Regions from separate parts of the Mus musculus genome. Here region 1 is linked to region 2. A link is a contact called in public Hi-C data. All regions are on one chromosome and are shown on one strand. The core of a region is the stretch at or near the end of the contact, and the rest is flanking DNA. Distances in the headings are between cores, read along the strand shown.

Evidence for each region. Hi-C and Micro-C count contacts between places; a contact is called where the count stands out from the background.
Region 1: a Hi-C map of cortical neurons shows a contact between it and region 2, with 1.5 times the contacts expected there. The contact joins two enhancer-like sites. A contact is called at or near these places in 2 of 39 promoter capture datasets (the 3T3-L1 cell line and liver), 1 of 484 Hi-C or Micro-C datasets (cortical neurons), 2 of 115 datasets of contacts at active chromatin or transcription factors (both in embryonic stem cells) and 1 of 9 other capture datasets (embryonic stem cells).

What each region holds. Positions count from the first base shown.
Region 1 is chr11:22,497,707-22,502,246 of GRCm38.p6, reverse strand. It overlaps Gm46274 (a long non-coding RNA gene), which reads left to right. Exons shown (of 2, transcript XR_001780167.2): 2 at 1-3,513. Among named protein-coding and RNA genes, the nearest start is that of Gm46274, 9.5 kb to the left of the region's middle. Within about 2 kb of position 2,611, at least 5 of the 459 cell types and tissues checked have an H3K27ac peak or open chromatin away from gene starts, as enhancers often do. A contact at or near this core is called in cortical neurons, where this site is marked.
Region 2 is chr11:22,346,754-22,351,317 of GRCm38.p6, reverse strand. No RefSeq gene overlaps it. Among named protein-coding and RNA genes, the nearest start is that of Ehbp1, 62 kb to the right of the region's middle. Within about 2 kb of position 2,902, at least 85 of the 459 cell types and tissues checked have an H3K27ac peak or open chromatin away from gene starts, as enhancers often do. A contact at or near this core is called in cortical neurons, where this site is marked.

The DNA.
Region 1 (4,540 bases), core at 1,362-3,861, 150 kb before region 2:
CTTTCCACTGTGTGATTAAACTCATGCTGTCCAGTTCAGCAAGTGTATTTATTGTTTGAGCCATCATGCTGGCCCATTACAATGTTTTCATTATTTGTTTACTGTGTGTATTTACTGTGTGCTAAGAAGTTTCTGGTTGCTTGGTTTCTAGTTTAATTCCATTATATGTAGAGAGTGTGTCTTGTAATACTCCATTGCTTTGGCATTTGTTGAAATTTGCTTAAATATAATCACCTTTTAAAATGTCCCCATTTTCTTGAAAATAACATATTTGCTTTAGTTATTAGATGTAATTTCTATATAAGCTTAATTCAGTCATATTTATTAATTCTGTTGTTCAGACTCTTGTATTCTGAGTGTGTATATATACACATATACTGTATTCTACATGTTTGTATAGTACTTTTGCCTACTTGTTCAATTGGTCAGAGGTCTACCAAATCTTTCATCCTGATTTTGAATCGGTCAATTTCTTCTATCAATAGTATTTATGATAGTTGTTTATAATTAGGTTATTTGGAATTGCCCCTTCCTAATCAATATATATCTATATGTAGATATATAGATTTATTTATTTATTTATTTAATGTGAGTACACTGTAGCTGTCTTTAGACACACCTGAAGAGGGCATCGGCTCCATTACAGATGGTTGTGAACCACCATGTGGTTGCTGGGAATTGAACTCAGGACCTCTGGAAGAGCAGTCAGTGCTCTTAAACGCTGAGCCATCTCTTCAGCTCAAGACCCTGGTCCTGATGAAATAGACATCAAGCCAAAGTAATTAGAAAAGATGAAGGTCTCTGTACTGACTAAGGTTATCATCCGTGGGGTCAATAGGCCCTTTATATTATTGTGAAACATGTTGCTTCATCTCTTGAGCTTGAAGTATGGCTTAGTGCAGAGTGCTTGTCTAGCATTCTTGCGGTCCCACATTACAGAAGAGCACAGTGTCTGTAGATAAGTGCTGCTAGCAATGTGTAAGTCCATTCCTTCTTAAATCTGTGTGTGTGTGTGTGTGTGTGAGAGAGAGAGAGGAGAGAGAGAGAGAGACATACAAGTACTGAGTTTTCCATCTTTGTTGTTTTTAAAACAAAATCCCAAACATTCGATTTACCAAATGAAGAAATGAAGACTCAGGAGCCAGATGCTGTGGTGAAAGGCTGCTGGCTCAGAGAGGCAGAGAACACCAGCTGACCTTCCTCCGCCACCGGAAGGAAAAAGCTCCTTGTCCTTTTCCAAGCTGCCGTAAATTCCCGTCAACTCAAAGACCCTCCTTTCTACTTCCTGGGCTTTCTCATGTTCACTCTCTATCCACTGGATGCTTGCTCTGCCTCTTGACTTATCGTTGAGTTTATTTATCTCTTGTTTACAGAAAACTCTTAGGTTAAAGATGTCTGCTAGGACTGAGCCACACCACAGGAAACAGTTTTTCTAGTTTACAATTTCAGGGTTCACAGTGTGATCAAATAACCCTCTAACACATTTTTACATCAGAGTTCTCTGCTTCCTTCCAATGTGTTTTGTACCCAGCAGATCAGTATGTTTTCAGTTACTCTGACAATTTACTGCACCTACACCTTTAACGATTACTTAAATATTTAACCATTTACTACATGTTTCCTTCTTCTTCCAACTTTTACATCTCTGTTACTCAGTTTCTCTCTTTTTTCCCTTCTTATTTTAAGTATTGTATATTCCTTGTATTTCTTGTAAAACCCTGTCAGATTCTCTTGAAATATATAATTTATTTACTAGCTGGAATGTGCTTATGCAACTTTTCATTCTTGAAGAATACATCACAGGGCATGAAATTCTATGTTTGCAGGCATTTATTTCCCTTTTATTTAAAGAAGATAGCCCATGGCGTTGCTTACATAAGCTCTGATATAGTCAGCTGTGGGCCTTGTTTCTTTGGAGGTAATCTCTTTCTGACTATTTGGAAAATGTTACTCTGCCTTTAGGTTTCAGTGTTTGGCTATGATGTCTTCAATGAGTTTTACTGTGTATGTAGGCAAGAGGACAACCCCAGGTGCTGTCTTTCTTTGAGACAGTCTTTTATCTGAAACTTAACAAGTAGGCTAGGATGGCTGACCAGTGAGCTCCAGGGGCCTGCCTGTCTCTGTCTCCATAACACTGGGATTGCAGCAGTGCCACCACACTTTAAAACAAAAAACAAAAAACAAAACCCCTTGGGTTCTTGGCACTAAACTTGCCTTTTCTTGTTTGCCAGGCTCTTTACTGACTGACTGACTAAGCTATTTCTCCAGCCCTCTGCCAGTGTGTGTGTGTGTGTGTGTGTGTATTTGTTTGTTTTTGTTTTTAATACAATTCTTTTGATCTACATTGTACATCTTGTGTTTTGATATATTTTGGGTTTTTGGAAAAAATCCCCAAATTCAAATACTGCTTCTTCCTTTATGCACTGTTTCTCTGTTTATTTTTGGAACTCCTGTTATATTTAAAATTAAACATTTTGCTGCACTAAATATGTCTCTTAAACTTAAAGAATGTATTTTTTTTTTAAATCTTTTTTCTCCTTCCATGCTTTGGCAGAGTATATGCTTAGAACAAATCCTGTCACTCTAAGCTCACTGTCTGCTCATCAGCCTTAGTGTCTACTGTACTCAGTGTTTCATCCCACGCAAGAATACCCACCCGCAGTGAGGGCTGGAGAGAGAAGCAGTTGGGCTAGTCTTTTTGGAAGTTCAGCTTTTGTGATCTGGAGCAAGATTATGTAGGAGGACCGTCCAGTCAGTAACAAAGAAAGCCAGCTAAGGCCAAAGCAGAAGCAGGTATCAAGTCGGCAATCACAGACAGAGCTTCATAATCCCGCGGAAAGCCCATTACTTAAGGTGGGATGAACGGGTCCTTCTTCTTTATAATCAAAATAGGCTAATCCACCCAGAAGAGTGTATCTGAGCTTCAGAAAAGTATTTTGTTAAATTATATAATGCTGTGGGTGTGATTGAGAAACCTCCTTTCAATGTGATACAGCAAATCTATGAATTACAGGTGGAGAAAAAGCTGATGTCTAGGTACACTAATGAATTGTTCCATCCTGGGGGAGGGGCTCATTTAAAAATAAAGTTCTCCCTTGCCTTGTTCTATTTAAAACTTTCATCATATATTCTTGTAGAAATTTACATTTACTTAGCAAATTCACAGAGGAAAACCTCATTGTTTCCTTGGATCCTATAAGATGTTAAATCCAGCAAGATAGAATTTACATAACAACTTGATATAAAAATAATGTATTGTCATTGTTAGATATTTAAAAATCATTACAAAGCTGTTTTCTTTCTCACAGTTTATTTTTTGCAAAAATGTAATTATAATCACAAGTATTTTATAACATTAAATCTTATAACTATTAAATCTTATTTTACAGATTTATTTTAATTGACATAATTTATTTGGGTACTCTATCAAGATCATACTACAGTATTGTTTTCTATTTCTTTTTGCTTTGAAATAATAAATATTTTTCCAAATTAAACGTTATTTCTCAATTATTAGTGGATATTTTGATTTTTAATTTTTCTGGCAAATTTTGTAAGCATAAATTAGAATCTTGCTTTATTATAATTTACTGTAAATGCTGGTGAATCTAAACATGTTTTCTGGATAGTATAAACATTATATTGAATTTGGTTTTTTTGCTTTGGAAAAAATTTATATGTATGTCTTTTATTTTTCTAGGTAGGGTGTGAATCTTAATGTTGCTTATGAACTTTCATATCCTGACCAATACAGATGGGGATGCTCACAGCCAAACAACCATTGGACTGAGCACAGGGACCCCAATGGAGGAGTTAGGGGAAGGACTGAAGGAGTTGAAGGGGCCTTACCTGGCATTAATGGGAGGGGAGGCCCTTGGTCCTGTGAAGGCTTGATGCCCCAGTGTAGGGAAATGCTAAGTTTAAGAGGTGGGAGTGGATGGGCGGGTGGGGGAGCACCCTCATAGAAGCAGGGGGATGGGGATGGGATAGAGAGTTTTGGGAGGGGGGGCAGGAAAGAGGATAGCATTTGAAATGTAAATAAATAAAATATCCTATAGAAAAAGTCAAAATTAAAGAAATTTCATCTATCAAACACCGCAGCAATTTTCTGAAATGCATGTTGCAGATATTTCTTTCATGTTTGAAATTTGTTTTTTGATTACAGAATTTATGGTTTTGATATATGTCTCTATTCATTTTTAAGGATTGAATATTTCAATTATTTTGTCTTTGATGATCACCTCCAATTATATAACTATTTACTTATGTCTTGTATCAGAGAGAATTAACACTTAATATAAATAGACTAAAGACCATGTCACGGGTTCAGAATAGCTATTAGCTAGCCTTTGCACAGGGGAGTTTGCTGTTTCCAACATCAGCATACTGTGGTTAAACAATGACTAGCTCAATAATAGAGGGAAGGGTCCAGAAACAGGGAGTGAATTCCATACTCCTGACATAAATATAAGCTCCACAGTGTGACATATGTGTGTTACTGTTTATTTTATCAGCTAGTCATTGTTGAACAATGTCAATT
Region 2 (4,564 bases), core at 1,653-4,152:
GTTTATTCCTAGACTCTCATCAAGGAAACTTGTCTTTGCAGAGAATGGAAGCCACAATTTATCAAAATTCTGACTTGTGGGGTTCAGTCTCTCCTGATTCATCTACAACACAACTCCTATACCTAAGGCTTAGAGATCCTTTCAAACATGAGGTATGAAGGCAAGATAATAAGAGTTAGATGAACAGGCAGTTTGCTATGAGATTGTGTCTTCTAGTTTGCCAGGAAACATTCATGAATCCCAAAAAGACCACCAAGGAGCCAATTCCGATGTAATTGCACTAGGGTCTCTTTATTCAAGCTCAAACTTGGCCCACACCACCATCTCTGATACAGGAGAACAGGAGGGGGCATCGAGTCCAGTTTCAGGCAAGCATTTAAAAAGGTAAGATGGGGTGTTATCTAGCCTGGTACACACCTGATTGGGGGGCCATTACAGACCTTTAACATAATTGGCTGCTGCTGGGAGCCAAGCCATAAACTTACCTTCTGTTTTCCTCCTGATTGGTGGTTGTTAGGAAGTGAAGTGTCAGGGGCGGGCTTGTAACCTGCAGGTGCAGATTTGATGGGGAGTAACCTGGAAGCTGGTGCTAGACAAAGGTCTTATGGGGGGGGGGGCGCTAGAAACTGGTGCTGGGTACTGGCCTGTTAGTTAACGTGTTCAACCTTAGGTCAGTTTCTCTAAGATGGAGTCTGAACCCAAAAGATCTGGTCCCTCACTAGAAGTGTAGAGAAGCTACACTCGTAAAGTCTCATCAACATGACTGCCTGACTATGAGCTAAACAAAAATGACACCAAAAAGACATGCTAACATAGAAGAGGCTAATAAGGCCTCAACCCAAGATGAATAACTACAGGTAACTAAGGAATGCTGAGAGTGGAGAAATAATCTTCCCCAAGGAAGAACATATTAATTGACTATCAATACCAAATGCACAGTCCTAAACATATATATGCCATATTATTACATATGAATACATTACACATTATGATAGATATATCATACATTATATAGACTGAGTTACAATAGATAGACTGAGCTATTGCAAGATATTTGATCACATTGTGAACCCCAAGATTGTGAACTGGAAAAACCTGTTTCTTGTTGTGCTGTGGCTCAGCTCTAGCACACACTTTTAAACCACAGAGCTTGATTAAATAAAGTCAACCCTAGGCAGGGCAAGCAACGAGCTGAAAGGGTGAACATAAGGAAGTAGAAAGGAGAGGCATTGCGTTGAAGGGTATTTAATACAGTATGGAGAAGGAGAAAGGGTTTTTTCCTTCTGGGATATTGGTGGAGGAGGGATAGCTGGGTGTTTTCTCTGCCTCTCTGAGCTAGCAGGCTTTCACCTTAGAATCTGGCTCCTAAGTCTTCATTGATAAATCAAATGTTTGAATTTTTTTCTTTTTAAAATAAACAACACTGAGAATGTTGCAGTTATATATTTAGGGACACACACACACACCAATAAAGATGGCATAAATCTGAATGAGAGCAGCAGGGTTGGGCTGGGGGATTACATGAGAGGAGATGTAAGAAGGAAAGGAAAGGGGGGATGATGTAATTATAATCTCAAAAAATGGAAATATTATTTAAAAAGTTGAAGAGAAACAGCAGAAGACACCTGGCATTGACCTCTGACTTTCACACACATCCATGAATGCACCAGCATACAGACATGCATGCAGCAGAAACATGAATCACACACACAAAGATCCTTTAATTTTTGTTTACTCAGTTACTTAGCATGAAGCAAAGACTGTTCGGACCACATTAAAGTATGAACTCGATACCTACAACCATCTTTACAGGTAGCTGCTATTCTTTACATGTGAGAAAGCAGAATCATGAATGTTTCAGTAACTATCTAGAGATAATTGATCTGTAACTGGGCAGAACCGGAACCCTGGCATTTTGGCTATATTACATCATGAAATTATTATGTTGGGGTTTTTGTATAGTTAACTACTAAATACATTTTCTACTTTCATTATTAATGAAAATGTTGAGTTCAATCTAGGCAAGTGCTGATTATTAAGGCTCTGCATGCATGGCATTTAAACTAGCCCAGTCTTTAATTTGGTAGCATTAGTCAACTATCAGCTAGCATTTTCACTTCACAAGACCAAGGACATATTGTCCTTTGGGGACAGTGGGTTACAAACTAAAGTTATAAGAAGTAAGCTAAACATTATTTCAAACACATCTTAAGACTGCAATACAAGAGGCCAGGCACAAATTCTCAGAACCTACAAGGGACTTGTCAGAGATTAGTTAAAAGAAATTGGAAATAAGTGATTTGTCTGGTAGACAAATGCCTCCCTTCTGTGCTGCTTCTCAGGTGGAGAGTTCATCTTTGGTCAGGGTAATATAGGTAGACAGGTTTCCAATAGATAACCTCAGACTGGGGAATCAAAGTTCTCCAATGCACATTTCAAAGGTAACAAAGACAAAGCCCACACAGCCTCCCTCATCTGTAGCCAGAGCACTTCTGGCTGTGGACCTGCTTCATTGTGCCTGGGCCATTCCAGCACTGTGGCTGCTGTTGCCATGGTGTCAGGGACCCTCCATGTGGGCTGCTTTCAATAACCAGCAGCTGCTCACTTCAGAGAGAGCAGGATGGTAGCCCAGTTCTGAATGAGCGTCCACCACCCCTGGGCTTCATCCTGACCTGAATATTGTTATGCCATTGAATTTCCTTTTATTATTTATTCTGAGATATCAACTTTCCTTGAACTTTTCCTCTCTGTGCTGAGGATGGTCAGATCACAGAACTCCCCTTCTTTTTTGCAAAAGTGTGTGTGTTTGTGTGTTTTTCAACAATTCCTGAGGTATACCCTTGGCTTTCACACATGCTTTCACACACACACACACACACACACACACACACACACACACACACACACACTACCCCTTTGCTTCGCTGTATGAAGGCACAGGGCAAATTTACTGAGTTGATTCATTCCAAGAAAGTCTAGGTAGTGCTCCCAAACGTACTGTGACTCTCAATGAAAAACACATTCCATCTGTTGTGTAAAAATCCAGGGCTGGAATGAAAAACACCACCCTTTAATTACGTTATTTTGACCCCAGTCATGGGGTCTGTACTTAATGCTAAACACATTCTAATTAATAATGCCTCATGCCTGCCCCCCTTAGTTTACACATAGTCTAAGTATGAGGAATGGGAAAGGATAAAAACCACTATGAACTCTGACCTTTTCCCCACAGAGATGGCGGAAACGTTGTTCTTGAAAAGCATGGGGGTTCTACTCTGCTCGAGCTACAATCTGCACATTTCGCTTTGAAAACAATCGGAATAATTTAGAAATAAGCCTCACAGTGCTTTTGGTTTGTTTATCAGTTGTTAGTAAGGACTGTCAGAGAGAAATGTTTGCAGGCACGCTATCCAAAAAGGCTGACAGAATCCAGAACTTGCTTGGTATTCAAAGAAGGACCCATCCAGCATTACCCTGCACAGTATATAATTACTTGCATATCAGGAGCCAAAAAGGGGAACACAGTTCTGTAAGTGTGTGTTTACACTGAAGAGTATGAGAAGCAAAACAATCCGGCAACATTTTTCATCCGCAGCATCTGGGAATAATTAATTTGCTTGCTATGCTGTACACAGCAGGGAGCGGAGACCGTTGTCCAAATCTGCATTTGGGCCTTTTGCTTTACTCCAAAGCTTTCTGCTTTCGGGTTTGGTACTGTGGCTAATTTCAATAAATCTTTTTAAATTTTTATCCCAAGTGCTAAAACAAGGAGAATCTTCTGCTTACAATTTCCTCATCATTTTGGGTTGTATTTCAAAAGCTGCCCTTCAGATGCCTCTCTCTCTTCTTCCTCTGTAGTTTAATGCCAGAAAAAGCTCTTGAAACTGAGGCTTATAAAATGCAGTAGTGTTTTTGTTTAGAGAGATTCTTATTTTACATGTATATGGGATGTGTGTGTGTGTGTATGTATGTGTGTGTGTATGTGTGTGTGGCATGCCTACATGAATATATGTCTAACATGTGGGGGGCAGTTGCCCATGGAAGCCTCTGGAACTAGAGCTATGGGTGATTTGTGGGCACCCCATGCCATGTCAGTGCTAGGAGCCCAACCCAAGGCCTCTGCGTGTGCAGCAAGTGCTCTTAACTGCAGAGCTATTTCTCCAGCCCTATGCTGTAAGGATTTTACATATCTTCTCAATATATATTAGAGTCCTGAAAAGGGTCCTCTGGGATGTAGACTGTATCTTGTTCCATTTCATAAATTTTAGATTGGAACATTGAGGATTATTATTTTAAAAAAATCCACATAAAGTTTTGTGACAAGTTCTAAGAGTTTGTATTAGATGTTATGTTCCTTGTGACTTTTTATGAACCTAAGAACTCAGCTTACCCCAGGGCCTCATCCTCTCTGGAGAGCCTTCTCAGATTTCTCCCTAGCTATATGAGAATGAAGCTCAGCTAGCACTCTGACTTTTGTTTATTCAGGATTTCAAATACGAAGAACGCGTGTGTGTCCTCTTGTTGCTGGCTACGTGCTATAAGCATTAGGCAGTGCTGAAGTTTT